2 separate regions of the Macaca fascicularis genome follow, and region 2 is linked to region 1. Evidence: chromatin contacts called from public Hi-C data. All regions are on one chromosome and are shown on one strand. Each heading gives the region's core, a stretch centred on a gene start, on an enhancer-like site or on the middle of the called end of the contact. The rest is flanking DNA. Distances are from core to core; before and after follow the strand shown. Region 1 has its middle 24 kb from the start of FAM50B. Region 2 holds the start of PXDC1 (PX domain containing 1).

What was found. Hi-C and Micro-C count contacts between places; a contact is called where the count stands out from the background.
Region 2: a Hi-C map of skeletal muscle shows a contact between it and region 1, with 5 times the contacts expected there. The contact joins the promoter of PXDC1 here to the enhancer-like site in region 1. A contact is called at or near these places in 2 of 2 Hi-C or Micro-C datasets (liver and skeletal muscle).

The regions. Positions count from the first base shown.
Region 1 is chr4:169,243,659-169,247,241 of T2T-MFA8v1.1, forward strand. No RefSeq gene overlaps it. Among named protein-coding and RNA genes, the nearest start is that of FAM50B, 24 kb to the left of the region's middle. Within about 2 kb of position 1,508, at least 4 of the 6 cell types and tissues checked have an H3K27ac peak or open chromatin away from gene starts, as enhancers often do. A contact at or near this core is called in liver, where this site is marked.
Region 2 is chr4:169,319,986-169,323,362 of T2T-MFA8v1.1, forward strand. It overlaps PXDC1 (PX domain containing 1), which reads left to right and starts at 1,877. Exons shown (of 5, transcript XM_005554149.4): 1 at 1,877-2,359. The coding sequence starts at 2,104.

The sequences.
Region 1 (3,583 bases), core at 258-2,757:
TTTTTTGAGACAGAGTCTCGCTCTGTTGGCCAGGCTGGAGTGCAGTGGTGCAATCTTGGCTCACTGCAACCTCTGCCTCCTGGATTCAAGCAATTCTCCTACCTCAGCCTCCCGAGTAGCTGGCATTACAGGCGTGTGCCACCACGCCCGGCTAATTTTTGTATTTTCAGTAGAGATAGGGTTTCACTATGTTGGCCAGGCTGGTCTCGAACTTCTGACCTCAGGTAATCTGCCTGCCTTGGCCTCCCAAGGTGCTGGGATTACAGGCGGAAGCCACTGTGCCTGGCCAATTTTTGTAGTTTTAGTAGAGACAGGGTGTCACCATCTTGGCCAGACTGGTCTTGAAATCCTGACCTCATGATCCACCCACCTTGGACTCCCAAAGTGCTGGGATTACAGGCATGACCCACTACGCCTGGCCAGTTGTATATTTTCATTAGTGTGGCTCTCATAAACATAAATGTCTAATCTCATCATGCCAAATATGATTATACTAAAATACACAGGGAGTTTCTGAAACACACACATGCATTTTTAATAATGGATCTGCTTATTATCATGTTATTCTCTTAGATTGCACAGCACACATACACTCACAGTTGTTCAGAATCCTTGCCATCAGTCTGGGGTTCTGACCTTAGCTAGCTGTGGGACCTTAGGCAAGATACCTCCTGGGACCTGAGTGTCCTCATCTGTAAAACTGCAACAATTCTATCTACCTTGCAGCATTGTTGTGAAGATGAAATGAGTTAGTGCAGGTAAAATCCTTTTTAAAGCTGGGTCTATCAGGCAGTAAGTGTTCAATAAATTTAGCAATATGTGTTTGTGAGCAGGTAAGAGCAATATCTGGATAGCTCCTGCCTGTGACCCATCCAGTCCCTTCCTTGTATTTACAAGTCATTGATATTTTAGTTTCAAATTCATGTGTCCAAATTATTTGTTAGACATTTCCTTTCCTATTAGCCCTTTCACCCCAGAGCAAGGATGGTGAGACGCCCAGGGAAAGGTTGCGATGTGATCACAGATTGCTGTCTACATTCACACTCGGCTAGGGTTACTTGTAGGAGAACCCTGCCCCTAAGCACAGAGTCCCCGTGTGCCAGGGGTGGATGCACACAAGGGCCTTGCTGCCACCATGGCTGGGACCTCACCTGCCTTGGGCACAGGCAGGGCCCAGCTTTTCAGATGAGATCACCAGTATCTGACCCAGGAGCCAAGTGCTCAGGCCAGAAGACTCCAAATTAAGCCAGCTGATGTGCTTTTTTTTGAGATGGGAGAACATGTATTCCATTCTTAAGGGGAGAAGGCAACTCAGGACTTCGTGTTTTGATTACACTTGGCTCTCACTGTCTCTAACTCCAGGCATTTGTGGAACAGGGAAATGAGCTCCGAGTCAAATGATAAAGCTGATATGATTCATGTGTCTTTCAGGAGGAAAGAAACAGGAAACGGAGGCCTGGCTGCCCAGGCTGTGACGTCGCCCCTCTGGCATGCTGTCCGGGCCTGGAAAAATGCAGCTGGCACTGCTTTGAGGATATGGAGGCAGGAGACAGGAGCTATGTGGTTGCTTGGCCAGCTCCCGAGTACAATAAACTTAATCTTGGAAGTCTTACTCTCAAGGGTGAGGAAAGGGTGAAATGTCGGTATGTAGACTCTGTCGCCAAGAAGCACCAGGAGACTTGAAAGAAGAAACAAAACCCTTCAGTGAAAATACCTGTGGAAAAACACTTCTTAAAAACAAACACCGAGAAGCACAACGTGCTTTTTATGTGCTTGAGATTTTTTTTTAAACGAGTTCTGGAAAATAGTCTCTTGATGTTTACATAGTTCCCCCTGAATAAAGGGCAACTGGGAATTTGGCCTGGCTCTCAAGTAGGGGTCCGCAAATGCAGCCTGAGGGCCCGTGGGTCGCTGCTGGCTTCCGTCTATGAACGCGGTCCTACTGAACACAGCCGCCCCTCGTGAGCTGTGCCTGCGGCTGCCCTCATACTACCATGACAGAGCGGTGGGGGGCGTTGCAGCACACACCTCACAGCACACACACATCAAAACAGTTACTATCTGATGCTTTACAGAACAAGTTGACTGATCCTTGGTCTAAAACAGGAGAGGGAGGTACTCGCTCACCTCAGTGCCCATTTCATGCAGAGCTGCAAGAGCTGTCTGCCCTGCCACAGTGTGGCCACCTAATTGTCTCTTCTTGGCAGAACACATGCCTGGCTGGCGGCTGTGGGGAGGGCACTCTGGCTAAATAATGCATCAGCAGGGCTGCCTCTGTTCTTGGTTTTCCTGCAGCCTTTGCTGGGTCATGCAGTTGGGTTAGATTTCAGAGGGTCCTGCAGGACCACACCGACTTCTAGTTCCCTGTCTCCTTGTCTGCAGGTTCTGTGAGCGCAGGGCAAGGCCAGCTCATTTTTGCATCTAATTTGTACCATAGAATTGGTGCTGAATAAATGTTTTTTTTTTTTTTTTTTTTTGAGACGGAGTTTCATTCTTGTTGCCCAGGCTGGAGTGAAGTGGCGCCATCTCGATTCACTGAAACCTCCACCTCCCAGGTTCAAGCGATTCTCCTGCCTCTGCTTCCCGAGTAGACGGGATTACAGGCACGCACCACCACGCCTGGCTAATTTTTGTATTTTTAGTAGAGATGGGGTTTTACCATGTTGGCCAGGCTGGTTTCAAACTCCTGACCTCAGGTGATCCACCTGTCTCGGCCTCCTAAAGTGCTAGGATTACAGGTATGAGCCACTGCGCCTGGCCAATAAATGTGATTTTAAATAATAAACAAGTGCACACACACTAGATTACATTTTCAGAAATACCAAGTGAATGGGCGTCTCAACCCCATCTGTTGAGACCTTATCCCACACAGACTGTCCAGAACCTCAACCCAGCCATGAGCGTTGCGGGGCAGCTACAAAGGTAGCCCTTCTTCAAGCCAATATTCAAATTTTTACATTATTCCACATTTTAGTGGGAAGAAATGAATTTTCTTTTAGTAAAACTTGGTTTTACTAAAACTCTCATCCTCTGGGGATGGGTCGCAGGAATCCTGCCTTATTTACAAGCTTCCCAGGTGGTTCTTCTGCGTACTAAACTTGGGGAATATATATATATATATTTCTTTCCATCAAGGGCTTTATCAGCACGTTGAATATAACAGAACATCTAAACGTGCTGAATTTGGAACTGGCTTTCCATTCACAGTTTTTCTATCACTTGTGACTAGCTTATAATTTAGTCATTCACACAAGGAATTGAAATAACAATCTAATTCAAAATTGATTTAATAACTATTAATTATTTTTCCTGGCTTTCATTACCCTAAAAACATGTGGTTTTTTTTGTTGTTGTTGTTGTTTTTTGTTTTTTCTGGAGGCCTTATTCTCTTGGGTTTTCTTTTGCAATTTTCTGAACACAATTTCTTGGCTACATGTTAAATACTTCGAAATTTATGCAATAAAACAAAACAAACCATGCGGTTCCAGGAAACATCCGTCTACAATACATTACTTGGTTTCAGAATCTCATTGACCATGTGGTCAGCAACCTTCAGCAGGCTGGTTTCAAGTTTGGTGATGGG
Region 2 (3,377 bases), core at 627-3,126, 77 kb after region 1:
CTGGCTTTTGAGAAAAGAAAGGTTTTATTGCAAGACCAGCCAGCAAGGAGACAGGAGGCAGGTTCAAATCTTCCTCCCTGATTTGGGGTCTGGGACAAGTTTTAAGGAAGCAGAGGGCAAAGGAAAGGACTTAGAAATGTTGGCTTGGCAGGATCTGTTTGAAGGCCTTCAACTTTGGCCATTTATGGCAAGGTATGTTGAGTTGGATTTTAGCCCCTATCTTCTGGGCTAAGAGACCCTTCCCTTCTGAGAGTTCAAATGTTCGGGTTCCAGTCATGTCCCAGTCTTCTTCGTTCCGAGGAGAGGAACAGTCGGTTCTGGATGTTTGTTAGAGATCAAACCTTTTTCTAGGGTGCATGCCTGGGCTTTGTGACTTAAGAGTTTTTGGCTCTGTTACACCTGCAAGGTAACTCAACATTTTGTTATAAACAGAGTAAGCCTCGTTTGGGCTGGTCCTGTGGCTGCAACGGCACTTATTCCCACCACCTAGAATCAAGCGCTGCTGACACACTGTTTACTTCCAGTTCCCACGGCCCCTATTCCCCTATACAAAATTACACAGGAAACATATGCGTTCATTTAATTAACAAATGTATATAAGAACATCATAGACAAAGCAAAAGTCTCTTGACACTCTCCATCTTGACCTGTTCAGCGTCCCGGACCAGGTGAAGAACTTTGAAGCTATGCTATCTGCAAGTCACCGGCACAGTCGGAATAAAAGCTGGTCGTGGTGGTGAGGGTCATCCGGGTCGGGACTGAGTCAAGACAGGTGGGACCGAATGGTAGGGACCTGGGTGGACATCTGGGTCGGGACTGAGTCCAGGCAGGCCACCTGCCTTGGGCCTCCAACGTTTCTGCACAGGGCTGGGCTTTAAGAGGCTTTCCAGAGCGCTGCTGGGGCGGGGGTGGGGTGAGGTGAGGGGCTCGCCCTGGCTCTCCCACCCCTGCCTACACGCTGTAAGGTCACTGGATTCATTTCTGGAACTAACTTGTAATTCTCAAGTGCTATTAATTCTCTTCCAACAGGAACCGCCTCAGTAACGCGCCGCTGAGTCAGTTTTCAGGGCGGGTGGTTTCCCCAAGTCCACTCCTGAGGCCCCTCAAGCGCACCCACGGCGTCCGGCTTCCCAGGGCGCTCTTTCCCAGGAGACCTTCTCATCCCTGTTTTCTCCCCTCTTCCGACTTCTCCGAGGGCTGCCCCGCGGTCTGTCCGGCCGCGTCCCGGGCCTTGGGGCGGCTGAGGCATGACCGGAATGCGCGGGAGGACGCGGGGCGGGGACGCGAGGGCAAGGACGCGGGGCATGGAGGGGACGCGGGGCACGGAGGGGACCCGGGGCGGGCCGGCCTGGCCTGGGCCCTGGTCGGGGCGGCGCTCGGCCCAGCCCGCGCCCCCCGCCCCGACACTCGCAGCCCCGCCTCCGGACCCCCGGTAGTTGCCATCCCCTTGCGGGCCGGGTGGGGCGCGCAGCTCCCAGCCCTGGGAGGTCCCGAGGATCGCGAAACGGAAAGAGAAAAAAGTCGGCGCCGAGCGCCTGGCAGGCAGGGCCCGCCCCGCCTCCCTTCCCGGCTGGTCCAGTCACCGACCTGCGGCTCCGGGGCCGCGAGGGAGGAGGCGCGGGGGGCGCGAGGCGGGGGCGGGCGCTCGGGGCTCGGCCCCGCTCTCGGCTCCGGGGGTTCCCGTGGCCGCAGCAGCGCGGTCTCTGCGGAGGCGGCGGGGGCGCGGCCAGCCAGACCTCTTCCTTTCCAGGGCGGCCCGCGGCGCCCGTTCCGCGGGAGGCGGGCGGGAGGCGGACGCGGCCTGGCCTCGACGTCGACTACCGCGCCGCCCGCGATGGGAAGCGCCTTATAAAGCCGCGCCCGGCCGGCCCGAGCCACTCGCCGCCGCGCCGCCCCGAACGCGGGCCGCACGCAGCCTCCTGGAGTGCCGGGCCGACCCCGGACGACCCCGGGCCCGGACGCACCGCGGACGACTCCTGCCCCGGACGCGCCCCGGACTACCCCGGCCACGGACGTACCCGGGACGACCCCGGCCAGGGCGCGCCTCCTGCGGCCGGGCGGGCGGCGGGGCCGGGGCGCCCTTGGAGGGGGCATGCGTGCGACATGGCCTCGGCGGTGTTTGAGGGCACGTCGCTCGTGAACATGTTCGTGCGTGGCTGCTGGGTGAACGGCATCCGCAGGCTCATCGTCAGCCGGCGCGGCGACGAGGAGGAGTTCTTCGAGATCCGCACGGAGTGGTCGGACCGCAGCGTGCTCTACCTGCATCGCAGCCTCGCGGACCTGGGTCGCCTGTGGCAGCGCCTGCGCGACGCCTTCCCCGAGGACCGGTCGGAGCTGGCGCGGGGGCCGCTGCGGCAAGGTGCGGGGCCGGGGACGCGGGAGGGGCGCGGGGCCGAGGCTACCTTGAAGTGCACGAAGGAGGCGGGGAGAGACTTCAACCGAGATTGCGACTTCTCCCTCCTGCCCACGCTGGACAGGGCACACTTGGACCCCGCGCCCGCAGACGAGGGGTGCCCGGGCGGCGTGGTTAGGGGGACGGGGAGCCGGCCTGCCCGGCCTGGGGGCGCCCCCGGCGGAGGAGCCAAATGGGGCGGGAAAGGGGCCGAGGCCGGCAGGGCGGGCGCCGGACTCTCCCCGAGGACGAGTCACTTCCGAGGAGGGCGGGGGCGCCAGGGGCTGAGCGGCCCCCAGGGTCAGCCCGGCCCTAGCCCCTGCCCAGTACCTCCCGAGGGCCGGCGGGCGGGCGGGCGCACTGGGAAGGCGTCTGGGAGCAGTTAACTGCAGGGTCCTAGCCGGGGGTCGCGTCGGGTCTGGCAGCCGCCCCTGAGTTCTCCCCGCGGAGGGCGCACCCCTGGTCTTCGAGCACGAGGTGCCACGCAGCCCTTCCGTCCCTCCTCGGAGGGGCCGCCCCGCCCGCGGCTGCCGCGGACAGCCAGGGCCCCCCCGCACCGCGACCAGGGCTGGTCCCCATTCGAGTTTGATCAGCTGCGCCGCCTCCTCCCCGGCCTTGTGACCGTCCTGGCTCGCAGGAATTCTTGTTTTCAGAAACCGCGGTGGCTTCCCTTTTCCTACGGCTCTGCCCGAGCTTTCTTTTGGAGGCCAAGCTGAGGGGGTGGAAGCGGGGAGGACGCAAGAGAGAGGGGCTGGAGTTGAGACGGGAAGAATGCGGGGTGGAGGGAGCAGGCCGGGGAGGGGGGCCGCCTGGGAGGGCCAGGAGAGTAGAAGGGGCGGGAAGACTGGAGGACTTCCGAGCAGCACCCCTGTCCCCCCCGCCGGACACGTGTGACCACCTGTAGCTCCGAGCATGGGGACAGTGGCCCAGCAGCCTTCCTTCAATCCTTCTCTAAGCGGAGACCTCCTGAAAGCCTGGGGCCAAG